Linked DNA regions of Mus musculus: all the other regions are linked to region 1. The links are chromatin contacts, called in public ChIA-PET, Hi-C, HiChIP or PLAC-seq and promoter capture Hi-C maps. All regions are on one chromosome and are shown on one strand. Each heading gives the region's core, a stretch centred on a gene start, on an enhancer-like site or on the middle of the called end of the contact. The rest is flanking DNA. Distances are from core to core; before and after follow the strand shown.

What was found. Promoter capture Hi-C pulls out the DNA fragments that hold promoters and counts their contacts. A called contact is a pair of places that touch in the nucleus more often than the background predicts. ChIA-PET counts read pairs in DNA pulled down with a chosen protein or histone mark. HiChIP or PLAC-seq counts read pairs in DNA pulled down with a chosen protein or histone mark.
Region 2: a contact with region 1 is called in an H3K4me3 HiChIP or PLAC-seq map of bone marrow-derived macrophages, with 3 times the contacts expected there. The contact joins the promoter of Bcar1 here to the promoter of Glg1 in region 1. A contact is called at or near these places in 1 of 484 Hi-C or Micro-C datasets (embryonic stem cells) and 2 of 115 datasets of contacts at active chromatin or transcription factors (bone marrow-derived macrophages and extraembryonic endoderm stem cells).
Region 3: an RNA polymerase II ChIA-PET map of memory CD8 T cells shows a contact between it and region 1, with 9 read pairs. The contact joins the enhancer-like site here to the promoter of Glg1 in region 1. A contact is called at or near these places in 1 of 39 promoter capture datasets (erythroid cells), 1 of 15 datasets of contacts at CTCF or cohesin (large pre-B cells), 4 of 115 datasets of contacts at active chromatin or transcription factors (effector CD8 T cells, large pre-B cells, memory CD8 T cells and 1 more) and 3 of 9 other capture datasets (adipose tissue, liver and pancreatic islet).
Region 4: a contact with region 1 is called in a promoter capture Hi-C map of neutrophils, with 3 times the contacts expected there. The contact joins the promoter of Fcsk here to the promoter of Glg1 in region 1. A contact is called at or near these places in 2 of 39 promoter capture datasets (hematopoietic stem and progenitor cells and neutrophils) and 3 of 115 datasets of contacts at active chromatin or transcription factors (astrocytes, pancreatic cancer cells and pro-B cells).
Region 5: an HNF4G HiChIP or PLAC-seq map of pancreatic cancer cells shows a contact between it and region 1. The contact joins the promoter of St3gal2 here to the promoter of Glg1 in region 1. A contact is called at or near these places in 1 of 39 promoter capture datasets (cranial neural crest) and 3 of 115 datasets of contacts at active chromatin or transcription factors (astrocytes, embryonic stem cells and pancreatic cancer cells).
Region 6: a contact with region 1 is called in an RNA polymerase II ChIA-PET map of memory CD8 T cells, with 32 read pairs. The contact joins the promoter of Znrf1 here to the promoter of Glg1 in region 1. A contact is called at or near these places in 1 of 484 Hi-C or Micro-C datasets (the HL-1 cell line), 2 of 115 datasets of contacts at active chromatin or transcription factors (memory CD8 T cells and pancreatic cancer cells) and 2 of 9 other capture datasets (adipose tissue and pancreatic islet).
Region 7: a contact with region 1 is called in a Hi-C map of B cells, with 6 read pairs. The contact joins the promoter of Ddx19a here to the promoter of Glg1 in region 1. A contact is called at or near these places in 3 of 484 Hi-C or Micro-C datasets (B cells, CD4 T cells and embryonic stem cells), 1 of 115 datasets of contacts at active chromatin or transcription factors (memory CD8 T cells) and 2 of 9 other capture datasets (liver and pancreatic islet).

What each region holds. Positions count from the first base shown.
Region 1 is chr8:111,257,931-111,260,476 of GRCm38.p6, forward strand. Glg1 (golgi apparatus protein 1) reads right to left here and starts at 1,280. Exons shown (of 26, transcript NM_009149.3): 1 at 841-1,280. The coding sequence starts at 1,266.
Region 2 is chr8:111,742,577-111,745,122 of GRCm38.p6, forward strand. Bcar1 (breast cancer anti-estrogen resistance 1) reads right to left here and starts at 1,273. Exons shown (of 7, transcript NM_009954.3): 1 at 1,113-1,273. The coding sequence starts at 1,124. Gm51589 (a long non-coding RNA gene) reads left to right here. Exons shown (of 3, transcript XR_003947596.1): 2 at 39-532.
Region 3 is chr8:110,858,612-110,861,157 of GRCm38.p6, forward strand. It overlaps Cog4 (component of oligomeric golgi complex 4), which reads left to right. Exons shown (of 19, transcript NM_133973.2): 7 at 1-83; 8 at 1,275-1,333. Among named protein-coding and RNA genes, the nearest start is that of Cog4, 13 kb to the left of the region's middle. Within about 2 kb of position 1,275, at least 47 of the 459 cell types and tissues checked have an H3K27ac peak or open chromatin away from gene starts, as enhancers often do. A contact at or near this core is called in memory CD8 T cells, where this site is marked.
Region 4 is chr8:110,901,212-110,903,757 of GRCm38.p6, forward strand. It overlaps Fcsk (fucose kinase), which reads right to left and starts at 1,277. Exons shown (of 24, transcript NM_172283.3): 1 at 1,211-1,277.
Region 5 is chr8:110,918,580-110,921,125 of GRCm38.p6, forward strand. It overlaps St3gal2 (ST3 beta-galactoside alpha-2,3-sialyltransferase 2), which reads left to right and starts at 1,286. Exons shown (of 7, transcript NM_009179.3): 1 at 1,286-1,526.
Region 6 is chr8:111,535,376-111,537,921 of GRCm38.p6, forward strand. Znrf1 (zinc and ring finger 1) reads left to right here and starts at 1,265. Exons shown (of 4, transcript NM_133206.4): 1 at 1,265-2,189. The coding sequence starts at 1,766.
Region 7 is chr8:110,996,556-110,999,101 of GRCm38.p6, forward strand. Ddx19a (DEAD box helicase 19a) reads right to left here and starts at 1,268. Exons shown (of 12, transcript NM_007916.2): 1 at 1,112-1,268. The coding sequence starts at 1,168.

The sequences.
Region 1 (2,546 bases), core at 30-2,529:
GCCAACCTGGGCTACAAGCAGATCCGGTCTCAAAAACAACTATCTTAAGACTTCAGAAAGACCCCACTACAGACCACAAACACCTTATATTTATTATATAGCATCAAATGCTGCCTGCAACTTTCTCAGACTTTATAGGGTTCCAAGGGACATGAAGGAACAGCCTAAAAAATGAGGTCCTTTACAAACTGACCACAGGAAGTGAAGACAAAAAAAAAAAAAAAAAAAAAAGCATAGTTTCAGCACCAGGTAAATAGTAAAGATTTACCAATTAAAAAAGAATGTGGTAGAAACAGTAAATTCGGCTTTTGACTACATTCACACCAGAAGAGAACCCAGGTTAGCTCACCAAGCGCCTACTGCTAAATAAACAGCAGATCGATCTTTAGCAGTTTAAATGTACCGATTTTTTTTTCCACGTTGAAATCCATTGCTACAAACTGGCGAGGTCGAAACGGATAGCAAACAAATCCTAAACTGGTTTTCCGGCGAGGAACCGCTCTGCATAGAGCATCACACAAAAGACAGGAGCGCAAACAGAAAACACGCTCCTTAGGCCTGCGCCTACTGAGGCCGTGAGCCGAGGTCCTGATCCCAGAACACCGCGACGACAGGGAGCGAACTAGGGGACCGGAGGAGGAAGGATCGGGGTGGGATCCGCTTGCCCGAACGCACCCGGGAGTGAGGGGCAGGAAAGAGAGAGGCGCGAGCACAGCCCTGAAGGAAAAGAGCAGAGGGAAGCTGCTGCTGCAGCCCGGCATCCGCGGCTTCCAGGCCGGCGACACCCTCCGGCCCGCACCAGGCTCGGCCCTCCTCCCCAGGCTCGTCCCACCTCCTCACCTCCCTCACGTCCTGCAGGCACTCGAGCACCGCCAGGTTGTTGCTCCAGGTGTGTTTGGGGCACACACGGGTCACGTCCTCCCGGCAGGACTCTTCCTCCGCCAGCTTCCAGCCTCCGCCAGTCCCACCGGGCCCCGCTCCGCCCCGCCGGGCCGGGAGCCCGCCCGCCGCGAAAAGCGACTGCTGCTGTTGCTGCTGCTGCTGCTGAGGCGGCGGCTGCTGCTGCTGCTGCGATAACTGAGGCTGCTGAGGCGGCTGTTGGCCGGCCGGGCTGCCGCCTCCACCTTGCCCTGGGAAGGGCCCAAAGTTGGTCCCCGGACCCTGGCCCTGACCGTGACCATTCTGGGCCCCTGCTGCCGCGAGCAGCAGCAGCGGCAACGCCGCCGACAAGCGGAACATCCCCCGTACACGTCCACACACCGCCATCTTGGGTTCGCGGCGAGCTCGACGCACCCGCCGGCGACGTGTATTTAAATGAGGGGGCGGAGCCGCGGGCGTGGGCTGGCGTGGCTCCTCCCCAGCGGGCGGTAGACTCGGGAGTCCGCGGCGGAGTGAAAAGCAGCGGAGGTTGCGCTGCGAAGGAAGGGCCCACGCCCTGGACCCGGCTGGCGGGAAAGTGGATAGCCTTCCCGGAGGAACTGTTGGAGCTGCTGAGAAAACCTGCGTAGGGGCACCGTGGTATAAATCTCTCGATTGTTGACACGGAAGAGAAAAAAGAGAAGTGAATTTGGACTGACACAACTAAGATGGCCGGTGGAATATTTCGCCAGTTCGGTGACTCACGGTGGGTGGAGGAGGAAGGGTTAAAAACTTTGTTGTGTGTAGATGAACTTCAAAACCGAATGTATTCCGGTATCTGAGAGCCTCATTTTGTGTCTGACCTGTATTTCTTACCTAGAGAAGCAGGCGACAATTCGATGAATGTTAAGCGTACATAGGTTATAATCCTTGCTCATGGGCCTTCAAGATGATCGCTCAAATGTAAAGTAAAACTGTGAACTTTTAGAATAAAAACAGGGAGAGGCTGGGGGTGTAGGGGTCAGTTGGTAGAGTGTACAAAGACATGGATTTGATACCCTTCATCTCATAACCCGGCATATGCCTGTGATCCTAGCTTTCAGGAGGTGAAAGCAGGAAGGTTGAAGCCAACCTAAGACTGTTTCGAGAAGAAGAAGAAAAAAGTAACAAAATCAAGGAAACTACCTGGCCTGTAACTTGAAGTCCCAAAAGTTATAGTCAATATTAAACACAACACGAGGGCCTTTGCTTGGACATCTTCTTTAAGAACCAGGACTTAGGGACTGGCAAGATGGCTCTGGTAAGAGCACTGACTGACAGTCCTGAGTTCAAATCCCATCAACCACATGGTGGCTCACAACTATATGCAATGAGATCTGATGCCCTCTTCTGGTGTGTCTAAAGACAACTACAGTGCACTTACATATAACAATAAATAAATCAAAACAAACAAACAAAAAACAGGACTTAGACTCCCCCTACTTCCATTTTTGAAACAAAGTCTCACTGTTGGCCCCTGGCTGACCCAAAACTCACTATGTAGATAGACCAGGCTGCTCTCCAACTCACAGAGACCTCCCTTCCCCCGCCCCGGCCCCCTGTGAACCACAGGTCCAGCCTGTGTCAGCAAATTGTATTGCTGACCTGTACGCAACATCTTCAACATTGCTTTACTACACACTAGTGAC
Region 2 (2,546 bases), core at 23-2,522, 480 kb after region 1:
AACAATGCTTTGCGCTTACAGAACCCTCTCTTCTCCAGGAATCTCTGTACCCTACGGTGGTTAATTAAGAGGCCACTTGCCCTGCCAGGACGCTTGACTGTCTGCATCACGGAGAGAACCCAGTCCCCTGAGTGGATGAAGAGCAGTTCCAGCATAAGGCCAGGCCAGGCTAGGCATGGCTCTGGTCCATTGCCCCTTCCTGTCATCGGGAAAAATGCTTGAGTCAGCAGAGAAACGGTGGCTGTAGGCCATTACTCCAGGGCTGACAGGATGAAGGTGTGGTTTCACACCTCTGTTTGTCCATCTGTAAAGTGGGTTAATGCCTGTACCTGAGTCCATAGAATAATCAATGGAGACCTCAGGAGGAGACCCAAGTGTTAAGGACTGGCCCAAGGGCTGCTCAAGTCTGCCTGGTGGATCAGGAAGACAGAGGACCGGGATGGGATGTCAAGCAAACGGGGAAGCCCCTACAGAAAGGAGCTGCTAGTCGGAAGGTCCTGGGGTTCAATGGACCAACAAAACTTCCCACAAAGTGAGTGTACAAACCAGAGGTAGGGGGGAGGTACGCTATTTTCCAACAGCCAGCCAAGCCAACCATTCTGGGGTAAGGGTGTCTCCGGGGACAAAACAGACCCCGCCCCACTCCTGGCCATCCGGGTAGAGACCCGACAGCACAATAGGGCAGCCCTCCTAGGGAGTTTTCTGGGGAACAGTAGAGACCTTCCCACCCTTCATTCGGCGCAGCTGACCTGGCCATGGGCTTCTAAGGAGTGACAGAGCCCTCTTCTCCGTAGGCCTGACCACTCTGGTAGGAGATAGGGAAAAAGCACGGACCCCACCGGGCCCACTAGTCCCAGAGGCTCTCAAGAGGCTCCCAAACACCCCCTGCCCAACCCAGCCGTGCCGGGGTGCTCCCCGCGGGGCCAGTACGCCCCCCCCCCCGTCCTAGTCCGCTGTCCTGGAAGAGGCTGGAAAAGCCGGGTCTGAGAAGCCGGCTCTGGGGCAGCGCCCCCACCCTGACCCCCACCTCGGCCTGAAAAGAACCTCCGGCGACCCCCGATGGCCCAGGCCTGCGGTAGGGGGCGCGGGGTTCTCAGGCGGTCAGCACTCACCGGCACGGTCATCTTGGCCGCCGCCCCCCCGGAGCCCTGCAGCAGCGGCGCGGGCTAGCTCGGGCTCGGTGGGCCCGCGCCGCTCACAGCCCCCGGCGCGGGGTCCCGGCGTTCTCCGCTGTCCTGCCGGCTGCTTTCCGCCGCCACCGGACAGTCCGGCCGCTCCCCCCGCGCCGCGCATGCGCTGCCCGCACCGCCCCTCCCCCTCCCGCCTGCTCCGCCGCGGGCCGCGTTAAAGGCAAGGACCCGGGACCCCGGGATTTTTTCTGTCGGCACAACTGGTCGAGGAGGCTGGGTTCCCACACCTTGCACGTCCTTCCAAAGGCTACCTCCAGACTTATTATTAGACAATCCCATCCGGTCCGCCCACCCGGTTCTGGAATCCAGAACCCCCACCCCCTCACATCACGTCCCTCAGTGCGGGTCCCAAGGCTCCTACAACCCTACTTTGGGAGCAGTTTAGACTGGCTGAAGGCGATCTTAGATCAGCCTAGCACTACACCAGAATTCCTCTGCCCTCCGAGCCCAGCTGAGAATGAGCTTAGGTCTCCGCCAAAGCCCACTCCATCCCCCCAGGGAGCCCCAGACCCCCAGGAAGCAGCCTGATTAACACTGGATCCCCCTGAAAATAAAATCTAGAGTGGCTTTTAGGGAGGGACCCATAATGGGCCCTCCTGCCCAAGGCTGGAAGACAAGCAGGCCTTCAGGTCTTCCTTTCTTCCATGTTAATCACCCCTAATTTCTTCAGCTGTTTCACACTTGGTATGATGCCCAAACATGCACCTGCAAGCAGTGGGCACACGGTCTTCCGACTGCCACGCCCTCGCTTCTTTCACCTTCCCTCTCAGTACACTGAGGCTCTGAGCTCCATCAGCTACCAAGGGCATAAGACCCAGGGGTCTGTCCTGCTGCCCAACCACATATAACCTGTCACTGCTCCATGGGACCTCTTCCTGGGTAAGGCCAGACCCAGGGTAATTAATGGCTGCCACGGCCTGAGAAGGAGAGTGCAAACCTACATCAAGTGGGAGATGGATTCTATGGCTTTGCTTTGTCTAGGAGCCTACTGCTTTCCTAAGGGAACCTGTTCCGAAAAGCTGATTGGCAGCAGCCTTCCCTCCTGAGAGGACCTCGAGAGGGCGAGAGCTTCAGCTAGCTAGTATATAGTACTTGGGGACAAGGCTGCTGTGACCCGAAGCTGCTGCCTCCTCCTCCTCCTCCTCCTCTTCCTCCTCTTCCCCCTCCTCCTCCTCCTTCTCCTCCTTCTCTACCACCACCCCCACCACCACCTTCCTTTCCTCCTCCTCCATTTTTTCCTCCTCTTCTTCCTACTCCCCCCTCCTTTTCCCCGTCCTCCTCGCCTGGTTTATTTTATTTTGCGTGTGTGAGTGTTTGTGCATCCATGTGTGCATACCATGTACCTGCCTGCTGCCC
Region 3 (2,546 bases), core at 25-2,524, 400 kb before region 1:
TCAAATATCTTCAAGTAGAATGTGACACACAGGTGGAGAAGGTCGTAAACAAGTTCATCAAGCAAAGGGACTACCACCAGCAGGTGAGCCGGGGAGCAGCCGTGGTCGGGGCACTCGGTAGAGGACGTTAGGAGAAATGAAGATGAATGAAAGAATCGATGGATGGGTGGGTGGGTGGATGGACCCACTGCCTAGAGGAGAAGGACAGATGCTGAAGGTAGAGTGGCCTTCACTTTGCCTAATGCTTAGTGCCTTAACACAACAGAAACAGAGGACCAGATTCTCTATCATTGAACGTTCAGCAGTGCCCTCTGCATGCTATTGAGTATCAAGTATTAATAATTTGTTTTTAATTTCACTTTAGTTTTTATGGCTCTCTTTTTCAGAACTAATTTTCCATTCCCATAAGCTCAGGAAATAAAAGTAGCACACAGAAGTAGGAATGGCCAGCAGAGTGGTGCATAACTATAATCTCAGCCCTGGGGAAGCTGAAGCAACGGGATCACCATTATTTTGAGGTCAGCCTGGACTGCATAAGGAAATCCAGGCCAACCTGAGTTCCATAGCCACTGTCTATTGGTTCATATCTATAAGCAGAACCCCAGACTGTGAGACCAGACAGCAGTCCATGAGAATGTCCTTAGCATTACTTTTTTTAATACTTGCTGTTCTTTATTCAGTCTTTAAGAATGGTTTGACTTATGTATGTGCAGCATGTATAGGCCTAGTGCATGGGGGCAGGAAAGGCACTGGGTCCTTTGCAAGGAGAGGGACAGATGGTTGTTTGCTACCACATGGGTTCTGGAACCAAATTCTAGTCCTCTGCAAGAGTAGCAAGTACTCTTAACCACTACGTTATCTCACCAGCCCTACCATTCATTACTTTTAAATAAAATGACAGCGGCTGGAAAGTTGGCTTAGCAGTTAAGAGAATTTGCTTCTCTTCTAGAAGACCGACCTGAGTTTGATTCCAAGCACTCCCTTGGCAGCTAACAACCGTCTGTGACTTCCAATTCCAGAGGATTGGAAGCCCTCTTTGGCCTCCACAGGCAGAGCATACCTGGTATGCATACATACATACATACATTTAGGCAAAACATCCATACATAAAGTAAAAAATAAGTAAATATATAACAGAAATGAAAGCAACAGCCAAAAGCAACTCTTGCTTGAAAGAAAAGTGAGCCTCATTAGCAACCTGAAGCTTATCACTGTAGGCTGGAACGGCCAGTGGGGGGCAGAGGTGCTCTTCTGATTTCTGTGGTGTTTTTCAGTTTCGGCTCGTCCAGAGTAATTTGATGAGAAATTCTGCAACAGAAAAAATTGAACCAAGGTAATAATAATCCTTCAGCTTGTAAGAATTTCAGTTACTAGTTACATCTAGTTTAGAGACTACTTCTGTTAAAATGTAGGGGATTTTGGTTTGGGGTTTTTTTAGTTGGTTGGTTTGGTTTCGGTTTTGGTTTGGGGACAAGGTCTTTTTATGTGCTGTCCTGGAACTCTCTATGTATATCCAGCTAACCTCAAACTTACAGAGATCCTCCTGCCTCTCCTTTCAAGTGCTAGGATTAAAGGCCTGTACCACCATGCATGGAGTAATTTTATTTTTAAAATAAAATACAGTAAGTTGTTGACAACTCTGTAGCCCAGGCTAGTCTCAGACTCATAACAAGCCACGTGTCTCAGTCTTCTAAGTACTGAGATTACAGGCATGAGCCACCAATTTCCAACTCTATCAATTTCTCCTAGAGAAGACACTGTATAAAAATATGTCTAGTTAATAAGGAGTAATAGATCACTGGATGAGGATATCTCAGTTGGTAAGAATCCTTACCTAATAGACGTAAGTACCCTATACCCTAACACACACGTGGTACCCCATAAAAAGAGACATGACGGCTCATGCCTATAGTACCTTAGAAGGTAAAGGCAGGAGGATCAGCTGTTTAAGGTCATAATCATCGACCTAGATTTCAAGGCTAGTGTGTACTACATGAGACCCATTTTAAAAAGTTAGGTGCTAGTTGTGGTTTCTTCTTAGAAGACCCTAGCTTGTGTTAAGTTGTCAGAAAAACTCACCAGCATAGTTATGATAGTTGACACATTTATAATGTTAATTGTACATTGTTATAAGTGTTTAACAAATATTAAACCACTTCAAGGTATGTTAACCTCTACACTACTGGCATTTTGGCTAGATAGCTTTTTTCCCCAGGAACTGTCCTATATACTATGAAAAAAAAAATCATTACTCCTGTCTATCCACTGTAATACCCTGGGAGAGCAAAATCATTGGTAAATCATTGGTAATTTGTAACTTATTTTCAGAAGAACAAACTAAAGCCTAGAAATGCTAAATGGCTTTATCAAGATAATAAAGCTAGAAAATGGCAGAGCCAGAAATAGAATCCAAGCATGTTCTGAACACTGCTGTGGACCACTGAGGTGAATCTGAATTACAGGGTAGGAGAGAACATGTAATGAGATATAGTCAGATATGGGCAATGTCCAGGGCTCTTCCTGAGGATAAATGGCCACAGGTCTGA
Region 4 (2,546 bases), core at 27-2,526, 360 kb before region 1:
TTGTAGTGACAGCTCACAGGAGCCATTCACCAGTCCTAATAGGTGATCTTATCACACCACAGGCATAAAGGAAGCCTGGCTTAAAGAATAAGCAGGCTGCCTAAGGTCAGGTAGAGCTAGCATAAATAGCTGGGTGTGTCCCCGTGTCTATGTTCTCAGTCACAGGGAGGAATGGTCCTGGGTTGTCACACGTGGCATTTGCACAGTGATCTTAGAATACAGAGAAGAAATTATAGCAGCACTCTGCCCATTTTCACAGAGCTTCATTTGCTCAATCCAAGTTGGAGTTTTGAGGACTGGAACTTTTTATGTCTTTTTTTTTTTTTTTTCTTTTCTTTTTTAGTTACGACATAGTCCTACAAAGCAAACCTGGCTAAAAGCTTACACCAATTCATCTAGTCAAGGATTTTTGGTTGGTTGATTTTTTTTTTAGTTCTGTTTGCTTTCCAGTGCTAGGAAACCTCAGGAAAATTGCAGGAGAGTGAGCATACCCAGGGATGATAAAATAAGGCCCCTTATGCATACACGCACGCACACTCCAAGTACATATTTTTAAGACAGGCTCATATTATGCAGCCTTAGTTGGCCTCAAACTTTCCATCTTCTTGCCTCCACTTCCCAATACTAGGTTTACAGGCCTGGGCCACTATGCCAGCTCATAATCTGCTCATTGAACAAAGATGGTATAGGTAGGGACTACGCACATTTCAGCATTTTAAAAACTTTAAAAGTTGAATGTATGTGTGTGTGTGAGTGAGTGAGAGAGAGAGAGAGAGAGAGAGAGAGGGAGAGAGAGAGAGAGAGAGAGAGAGAGAGAGAGAGAGAGAGAGAGGCAGGCCCAGGAGACTCTAATTTGCAGCTTTTTGAAGAACAAGAGGCAGAAAGAAGTTGGCTGGAAGTAAAACCAGATAGTAAACAATACGTTCATACAATGTGTACCCAGTGGGGTAAACTGAGGCAGGAAAACGACTCAAATCAAAATCAGAGCAGCGCTGGCATCTAGAGCTCCCTGGCTCAAGGGAATGTCGCTCGGTGTGCCAGGTGTCCGCAAGTCGTGGGGGTTCCCTCTGAAAACCCAGATCAAGAGAAGACTGCACTACAGAGGTCCCCTGCAGCTAACTAGCGCTGGGGGCGACGGCAGAGATCTGGGAAACCCGCAGGAAGGCGCCCCAAACTACAGTGGAACTGAAGACCCCGCGGACCCACATACCTGCGTCCGCCCAGCGCTCGCAGAGCCGGCTCTTTAACGCGGCTGCGCATGCAGCGCGGCGCACCCTGGGAAATGGAGTTCATTCGGCCTCCCGCCAGAGTCCTCAGAACCTACTCGCAGCCCCGCCTTACTGAAAGGACAAAGTTCTCAAACTTACAAGGAGTGCTAAATATACAAATTTCCAGAGAGAACAGGTGTCTTAAAGACACTGGCCAACTGTTTCTTTGTTTGTTTGTTTGTTTGTTTGTTTGTTTGTTTGTTTGTTGTGACTCGGGTACAAGGTAAAAGTATATTTTGATTGTTTTGTTTTGTTTTGTTTTGACAGGGTTTCTCTTTGTAGCCCTCACTGTCCAGGAACTCATTTGCCTTCCTCTGCCTATTGAGTGTGTGTGCAACCATCGCCTGGCTGTAATTTTGACCTTTTAAAATACTTTTTATTAAAGCTAAGTCTTTCTTAACTATTGATTAATTGAATGATTGATTGATTGATTGATTGAATATGAGTACACTGTAGCTGTCTTCATGCACACCAGAAGAGGGCATCGAATCCCATAACAGATGGTTGTGAGCCATCCCGTGGTGGCTGGGCATTGAACTCAGAACCTCTGGAAGAACTTAACTGCTGAGCCATCTCTCCAATCCCTTTATTTTGACCTTTTAAAAAGGATGGGGGTTTTGGGGTTTGTTTGTTTTTTTCTGTTTTTTGTTTTCTGTTTGGTTTTTCGAGACAAGGTTTCTCTGTATAGCCCTGGCTGTCCTGGAACTCATGCTGTAGACCAGGCTGGCCTCGAACTCAGAAATCCACCTGCCTCTGCCTCCCAAGTGCTGGAATTAAAAGCATGTGCCACCACAGCCCGCTTAAGAAGGATTTTTAAAAAGTTATTATTTTAGGGACTGGAGAGATAGCTCCACTAGTTAAGAGCACTCACTGCACTTCCAGAGGACCAGGCAGATCACAACATCCTCACACAGACATAAACCACCAATGCAGGCAAAACACCAATGCATATGAAAATAAAAATGAATAATTATGAAAATGACTTTGCTTTTATTATTACCGTCAATGCCATCATTTTATGTGCCTGAGTGTTTTGCCTGCATGTGTGTCTGCACCTCGTGCATTCCAGAAGAGGTTGCCAGCAGGTATTGGATTCCCAGAAGTTAGAATTAAAGACCATTGTGACCACCATGTGGGTGCTGGGAATCAAACCCAAGTCCTCTAGAAGAGCAGCCACCTGCTGATCCATCTCTCCACCTGTTTTTTGGTTGTTTTGTTTTGTTTTATTTTTTATTTTTTTTAGATAGGATCTTCCTATGTAGCCCAGGCTGGCCCTCA
Region 5 (2,546 bases), core at 36-2,535, 340 kb before region 1:
GGCGGGGGAGGGACGACGGGCGGAATGATGGCCTTTAATGCTGGAAGTCAAACCATAAACTTAACTTCTGCTTTCCTCCTGATTGGTGGTTGTTAGAAAGTGAAGTGCCAGGGGGCGGGCTTGTAACCTGGGGGGTGCAGATTTGTTGGGGAGTAACCTGGAAACCGGTGCTAGGTACTGGTCTGTTAGTTTACTCGAGTTCAATCTTAGGTCAGGCTTTCTGTGATGGAGTCTGAACCCAAAAGATTCATTGCAGGGTGTGATGGCTCAGTGTCCATAATAACAACCCTCAGGAGGCTAAGGCAAGAGAATCCATCATGGATTCCAGGCGGGCCTGCCTGGCTTACAAAGGGAATTTACGACTACCTTGGGTTACATAATAAGAGAAAGAACGAACACACTTAAAATTCTAGGGTCCCAGAACTAATGAACCAGAAGTCGTTTGAGTATCATTGGTCAGTCAGAGACATTTGGAGACTGAATGTGTCATCAATTAGGAACTTCCTAATGGTTTTGGAGCTTGGTTTGAAAGTTGAGGAAAGGATTGCCTAACACTGATGTGGATAAATATTTAAAATGTGTGCATGTTACCCTAGAGAATAGGCATCTAAGAGTCAGAAGTCTGAAGTCAAGAGATGCCCTAATGGATAAAGGCTGTAGGGTGCCTACAAGCAAGACAGTTTGCAATGTGAGGTGCCCAGTCACATAGTGGCAAACCCTATTTCCACATCGCTGCTGGTGCCCCTCTTTTCAACAGCCTGGACCTAGTGCCCTCACTGCAGTTGCAGCTTGCTGGGCCAGGGCATGAACCCAGCTGGCTCAGGTCGTGGCTCTTGGCAAGAGCAAGTACAAACAGTTCCCTTGAGCTGGGCTTGGCCGCAGTTGATCACAGTCCTGTGTGAGAGGCATCCTCAGCTTACTCGCATCCTTTGATGAACCAGGTACCAAAGCCCGGCTGGGGTACCGCAGACTGCACCTCCCAGGCTTCAGCAGCCCAGAGTCGCGTGGCTGTGAAACTGAAGAATACGCCCCTTAGTGCTGTGCCTTAACCCTCTAAATCCGGACAGAACTACAAAGACCATGAGCCCAGATATGGGAGTGCATTGCTTTCTGGGAGCAATAGTCCTATATGCAGAGCGATGCTGGCGGGTCCTGCCAGGCTGGACTACATATCCCAGCATGCCTGAGCGAGTGGTGGTGGGGGAACAGGAGGGAGGGGAGAGCCCCGGAGGATGTGAATGGGGAGGGGGCACCCGCCCCCTTCCCCCACCCTTCCCTTTAGCTTGGGTAGGGGTGGGGGGAGGGGCCGGGCTGAGCTGCAGCCGCGGCGCTCCGGGAGGGCAGGGCCAGGCAAGGGCGGGACTGGCCCGAGGCTGGCGGACTGGAGAGCGGTGAAGCTAACGGGTCCAGGCGCGGGAGGCGGCGGCGGCGGCGGCGGCGGCGGCAGCGGCGGCAGCTCTCTGCACGGGCGGAGGCGGCGGCAGGAGCGGCAAGCATGGCCCGCGCGGCGCCCAGCGCAGACTGAGGTGCGCGGGCGGGATGAGAGAGGGCGGGATGCGGGGCTCCCCGGGCCCCGTGCTGCCCCTACCGTCTTCTGTGCGGGCAGCGGGCTTGGCCCAGAGGCCCAGATCCAGCGGGTCCAGCCCAGCAACTTCCCTCGGGTCTGGGCGCCGTGTGGGCGGGGGTCCGATTGCCTTGGCCTCGATCGGGATCCCCGTCTTCTGCTTCTGCATATCTAACCACTCCCAGTCTTTCAGGCACTCCTGTAACACTCCTTGCTGGCAGCCCCCAGCCTCAGCCTTTGGAGTTCTCTGTCCTCGTCCACACTTCCACACCCCAGGTGTTGGTACTTCCAGCCCTAGGGCGCTTGGGAACCTGCTCCATCCGGAATCCCCTGCCCCACTTCTCCTGGTCACAAGCTGTCTGCACCATCTTCACTTCTTTCCTCTACCCTTCGGCCTTTCCCCCACCTGGCACTGACCCCTAGCCACACTCTGTGGCCTAGTTCTCTCTAATAAGACCTGACAGCTTGATCCCCTTCCTACTTTGGAAAAACTGAGGCATGAACCCACCGGAAACTTGGTCATGGTGTGCCCGTCCTCTCTGGACGCTGGCCTGAGCACTGTCCCTTGTCCCTCTTGTTCCTTCCATCCTTTGCCATATAAGACACGTTACTTCCCTCCAGTCATGCCCCTGTGACTGAATCAAACTTCCCAGCCCCATATACAGCTCCAGTGTTCCCTGTTTAGTTCTTCCACTACTTCTGTTGTCCCTGCTTTGCACAGCCCTCCACCTGGAAAGGAGTCTCAGTCCTTTTGCTGCTCGTTCAAGTTAGCCTTTCTGCTTCTCTCTTGCCAACTGCATCCATCTCCTCCCATGTTGCCTCTTGTTTTTCATCTGTGTACTAAGAATAATTCAGGGACCCCTGGGACCCCTGGGAAGTAGTCAGTCATTCCTTGTCAGTAACCCATACTCCTGTCTACAAATGTCTAGAAACTGTTTGGCCATCCCGTCCTCATGCTTGGTGGGCTCAGAAGTGTGGGTTG
Region 6 (2,546 bases), core at 15-2,514, 280 kb after region 1:
CCAGCACTCTGTGCTTGCAAACAACCATCTTTCTGTGGCCTTCCAGGCTAGTCACACTGGAAGAGACAAGTCTATTAGCCCCTTTAAATCTCCCTCCAATTCCATTTTCGGAAGCACGGAGCCCACTTGACAGAGTGACAAGAGAAGGTCAGGTTAGTGACTGGGTGATGCTTACGGTGCTCAGAGCTGAGCACTTGAAAAATTATTTGCTCAAAGAATAAGCAAAGTGAAAATATGAGAAAGACTGGGACTGACCTGGCAAGGTGAGTCTCTGTTGCAAAATGCAATTTGGTCAACAAATATTTATTGAGTACTGTGCCCTTGCCTTGTGGCTCTATGTCAAAATATGGCTCTATGTCAAAATACATGATAAACAAAACAGCAATCGGCCTTGGGCAAGGAGTTTCTAAAACAGCTTTCCCGCTGCATGGTTCTTACTTTTTTTTTTTTTTTAATCCACCTATTGATTTTGAGGATTATATTCTAGCCTAAGGAATCGATTCAGACCCAAATAGTTGGTTCTGATCTAACGACAGCAAAGTCTAGGCGCCACTGGGGCACTGTTGTATCTCCTAACAGCTAATCCCAAATGTGTTTGGGTCCAAGCTGATTCCCTCCTCCCCCCCCCCCCCCGCCCCCCATGCTAAACTTCCTAAGGTTGGCTGGGGTCCTTGGATGGAGAACCTCCAAACGAATGGACAGCATATCCACCAGAGGGTGCTGTGAGGGCAGGTCTGTGGCGGGAGGGGAGCTCCCCCAGTGACCCTTCAAACCCAGGTAGGCTTTATTAGTTGGTTTTTCTTTCTTCTCGGTGTTTCCTTCCTACCCGCTAAAACCGTCGTTACCCCTCCCCCCACTCAGGGTCTCGTTTTGAAGACATTGATTCGACTTTCGCCGCGACTCCAGCAGAGCTGTGATCCAGAGGAAGTCTGACCTCTGTCGCAGACGCCCGGCGGCTGGAGACGTCCTGTCCCTGGACCGCCCGGGGCGCAGGCGGTAGGTGGGTGGGGACCTCCAAGGCCGCAGCTCGCTGCTGCGCCGCAGGGGCCGCGAAGGGGTTAACCCGGCGGGGGGGGGGGTGCGGGAGGAGGGAGGGGGCGCGGGCCGCGCGTGCGCTCTGCCGCCCTCCATTGTCTCCACGGCGGCGAGGAGCGCCGGCGAGCGCAGCCCGGGACGGAGCGGGGCGGTGCGGCTGGCTGGCGGGGCCGGCGGCGGCTGGAGCCGGAGCGCGACGCCACGCGACCGCGGCTTCCAGAGCTCCGCCTGGCTGCCCCACCGCCGCGAGCCCTCCCGAAGCCTGGAGGAGTGAGGGCCGCCGGCGCGGGCTGAGGAGTCCTGAGACGGGGGACGCGAACGGCGCGGCGCCCGGAGCCTCCGCCGCTTCCTGCTGCGGGCGAGCGGCCTCCTCCGGCTCCTCCCTCCCTTCGCTGCGGCTCCTTAGGCTCCGGAGCCCGGGGGCGGCCTGTGGCGCGAGGCGCCGGCTCTGGACCGCGCTTCTTCGGACCTTAAGGGGAACATGCATTCGGCTTGGACAGTTTGAAATTCTTAGTTTGGGGTCCCCGCTCGCTTGCTTTTTCCACCCCGCGGATTTTTTTTGAGGATTCCCCCCCTCACCTTTTTTCATTTTTCTCCCCTCGGGGCTCTTTTGTGACTCTCCCCAACCCCAACCCTCCGCCTTTATGTTCGCCCAGACCTCCACCCGCTTCTGAGTAGTGGGGGAGGGTTTCAGCCTCCACGTTCCCGCCCCACCGGGGCCCCGGCGAACATGGGGGGCAAGCAGAGCACGGCGGCCCGCTCTCGGGGCCCCTTCCCGGGGGTCTCTACGGATGACAGCGCCGTGCCGCCGCCGGGAGGGGCGCCCCACTTTGGGCACTACCGGACGGGCGGCGGGGCGATGGGGCTGCGCAGCCGCTCGGTCAGCTCGGTGGCGGGCATGGGCATGGACCCCAGCACGGCCGGAGGGGTGCCCTTTAGTCTCTACACCCCCGCCTCCCGCGGGACCGGCGACTCCGAGAGGGCGCCGGGCGGCGGAGGGTCCACGTCGGACTCCACCTATGCCCACGGCAATGGTTACCAAGAGACCGGCGGCGGTCACCATAGAGACGGGATGCTGTACCTGGGCTCCCGAGCCTCGCTGGCGGATGCTCTACCTCTGCACATCGCACCCAGGTGGTTCAGCTCGCACAGTGGTGAGTCCGCGGGTGACGGAGGCCTTGAAGGGTGGAGTGCAAGGGAGGGCGCGCCGGGGCGCCCGAAACCTCTTAATGTGCTAAGGTATGGGTATGAAGCTAACTCCTGCCCTTCCCCTGGTTCCTTCCATGTCAGAGGATGAATAGGATCAAATAAGATAACTACTGCCTAGGGGGAAAGCTGCCTACTAGGCGTGTGGAGCCGGGTACCTTAGGACTGCAGGCATGTGTTCACTTGTGGATGGCTGAGTGAAACCTGCCTATTGAGGTCGCATTTATTAGCGTCATGATCCTCAAAGGTCTTCTTGTCTGAGACTCTTCATTTCTGCCGCTGCAGCATGGTACCTACCTTTCTGG
Region 7 (2,546 bases), core at 18-2,517, 260 kb before region 1:
CATTGGACACGCAGACTTTGTGTGCCCCGGTACAGGGGAACGCCAGGGCCAAAGGGGGGGAGTGGGTGGGTAGGGGAGTGGGGGTGGGTGGGTAAGGGGGACTTTTGGTATAGCATTGGAAATGTAAATGAGCTAAATACCTAATAAAAAATGGAAAAAAAAAAAAAAAAAAAAAAAAAAAGAAAATCAACTGCTCATTCTTCAGCTGAATTGGTTTAAGAGTTAAGAGAGCTCGCTGCTGTTGCGGAAGGGCCAGGGTTTGGTTCTTAGCGCCACATGGTGGCTCACAACAGTTTGTAAATCCCAGTTCCAAGGGGATCTAAAACCCTCTTCTAACATATGTAGGCTCAAGTGTGGTGCATAGATACGAACAGGCAAAACACCCATACACACACATAGAAAACATAAGATATTAAAAGAAAGTATTTGAGGCGACCCCGAGGTAAATAGTGAAGCCAGTTGGGCTGTGTCAAAAACACAGGCAGCAAAGCTGTAACTCATACACTTAAGAGGAGGCGGAGGGATAGGGATGCAAGAGCTCTCAAGGCCAGTCTCAGCTAATTAGCAAGTCAGAGGCCAACCTGGGCTACACCGTCTCGAACCCACCAACGCACCCCTCCAAAAACACAAAAACAATCTAACAAAAACTATACGACACTTAAAATAGCAACTAGACAGTTTGCATTTGTTGCTAAGTGAAGCATTAACACAAACAAAACCCGTTATTCTGGCGAGCTACAAACTGCCGCTTGGCGGTTAAGCATGAATGTGGGGCTGTTAGGGGAAAGGCAGCATAAACTCACTCAAAAACTACCCCTCAACAACGAAAAAAAGAGAGAATTTTATGTTGCCATTTCTTGTAAGAGGTCAAGAGAAGGGCCAGTTTGGGGCCTCACACACTTAATAAAGACAATGTCACCATGGGAGCAACTTTTCAGTCCAAACTCGGATAAGAAGCTCGCTGCGGGTTTTCTTCGCTGTCGGAGCAAATCCGCCGCGCTAAGTGATCGCCCACAGCAAACTCCAGCGAGCGCGGGCTGGCCCGGCTCTGAGGTCCCCGTGCTGGAAACCATGTCCGCCTCAGTCCCCTAATCCCCACCAGGCCACTGACCGACTTGACAGCGGCTTCCTGCTCGTCCACCGCCAGCGCCCATGAGTCGGTGGCCATGGTCCCGACGCGAGCCGACCTGCAGAGATGCTCCGCGCCCCGCCAACACCAGCGCCGAACGCAAGCCCGCGCCAAGTGCCACTCACACGGAGCGGAAAAAGACCCGCGCGGAGTTGACGTCAGTTCCTGCCCCGCGCGTCCGTCTTCCACCCACGCTCCGCCCCCAGGAAGATAAGCATGCGGAGCTTAGCACTTTAAGGTCCTGAGTCGCTTATTTCTTAATTTGAGGCCAGCCTGATCTACTGAGAGAGTTCCAGGACGGCCAGGGCCACACAGAGAAACCCTGTCTCGAAATGCTAAAAAGAGGAGGAAAAAAAAAAAAAATTCCATCTCGCTAGGTGCGATCTAATTGAGTTAACGTCCTAGAGCTCTGCAGAGTTACTTAGTACTCGCCCAATCGCTTCATTTCATAACCAAAATACTTACCCATTTTTTGGTTTTGAAACTAGGTATCTTGTTTTAAAACAAGGCTACCTTGAACTCGGTTTCCTCCTTAATAATCTCCAACACCTAGATTACAAGGGATCGAACGCTCTCTCTCGAGATGGCTCAGCGGTTAAGAGCACTGACTGTTCTTCCGAAGGTCCTGAGTTCAAATCCCAGCAACCACAAGGTGGCTTACAACCAACCGTAATGACATCTGACACCCTCTACTGGTGTGTCTGAAGACAGCTACAGTGTAGTTACATATAAATAATAAATATTTTTTAAAAAAATAGAACGCTCTCTAGTGGCCTTTGCAGTCGCAGACACACATGCATATACATACAACTAAGAATGAAATGATCTGAGCATAGGTGGCACAGGCCTTTAATCTCAGAATTTGGGAGGCAGAGGCCACTAGAGCAAATTCCAGAACAACTAGGGCTACACAGAGGAAACCCTGTCTCAAAAAACAATTAAAAACAAACAAAACAGAGTTACATCCTATGTGTGTGGATATGTATTTAGTTTTGTTTTTTTTTTTTTGTTTTTTTTTTTGAGTCAAGAATTTCATGTATCCCGTGGCTTTTTTTTTTTTTTTTCTGCCTCCCAAATACTGGGATAAGAGAAGTACTTTCCCTCTGTTGGGATACATTTTAAGTCATGATAGTTGTGTAAAGCTGTTTGAATGACTTAGGCACTTCACAAAAAGGATGCTCTTAAAATAGTGCAAAATTTTAATGGAATGGTAGTGAACACTTTTAACTCCAGTACTTGGGAGGTGTAGGAGGAAGATTGAGAGTGCAAGGCCAGTCTCTGCTACAGGAGACCTAGTCTCAAAATGCATATATTTTGAGTCTAACTGCCCATTGTCCTCTTGAAATTGCACTACCAAGCATACCTATTCTAGTACCAAGAACATGGCTATTTCTTCATGTATCTGCTGGGACATACT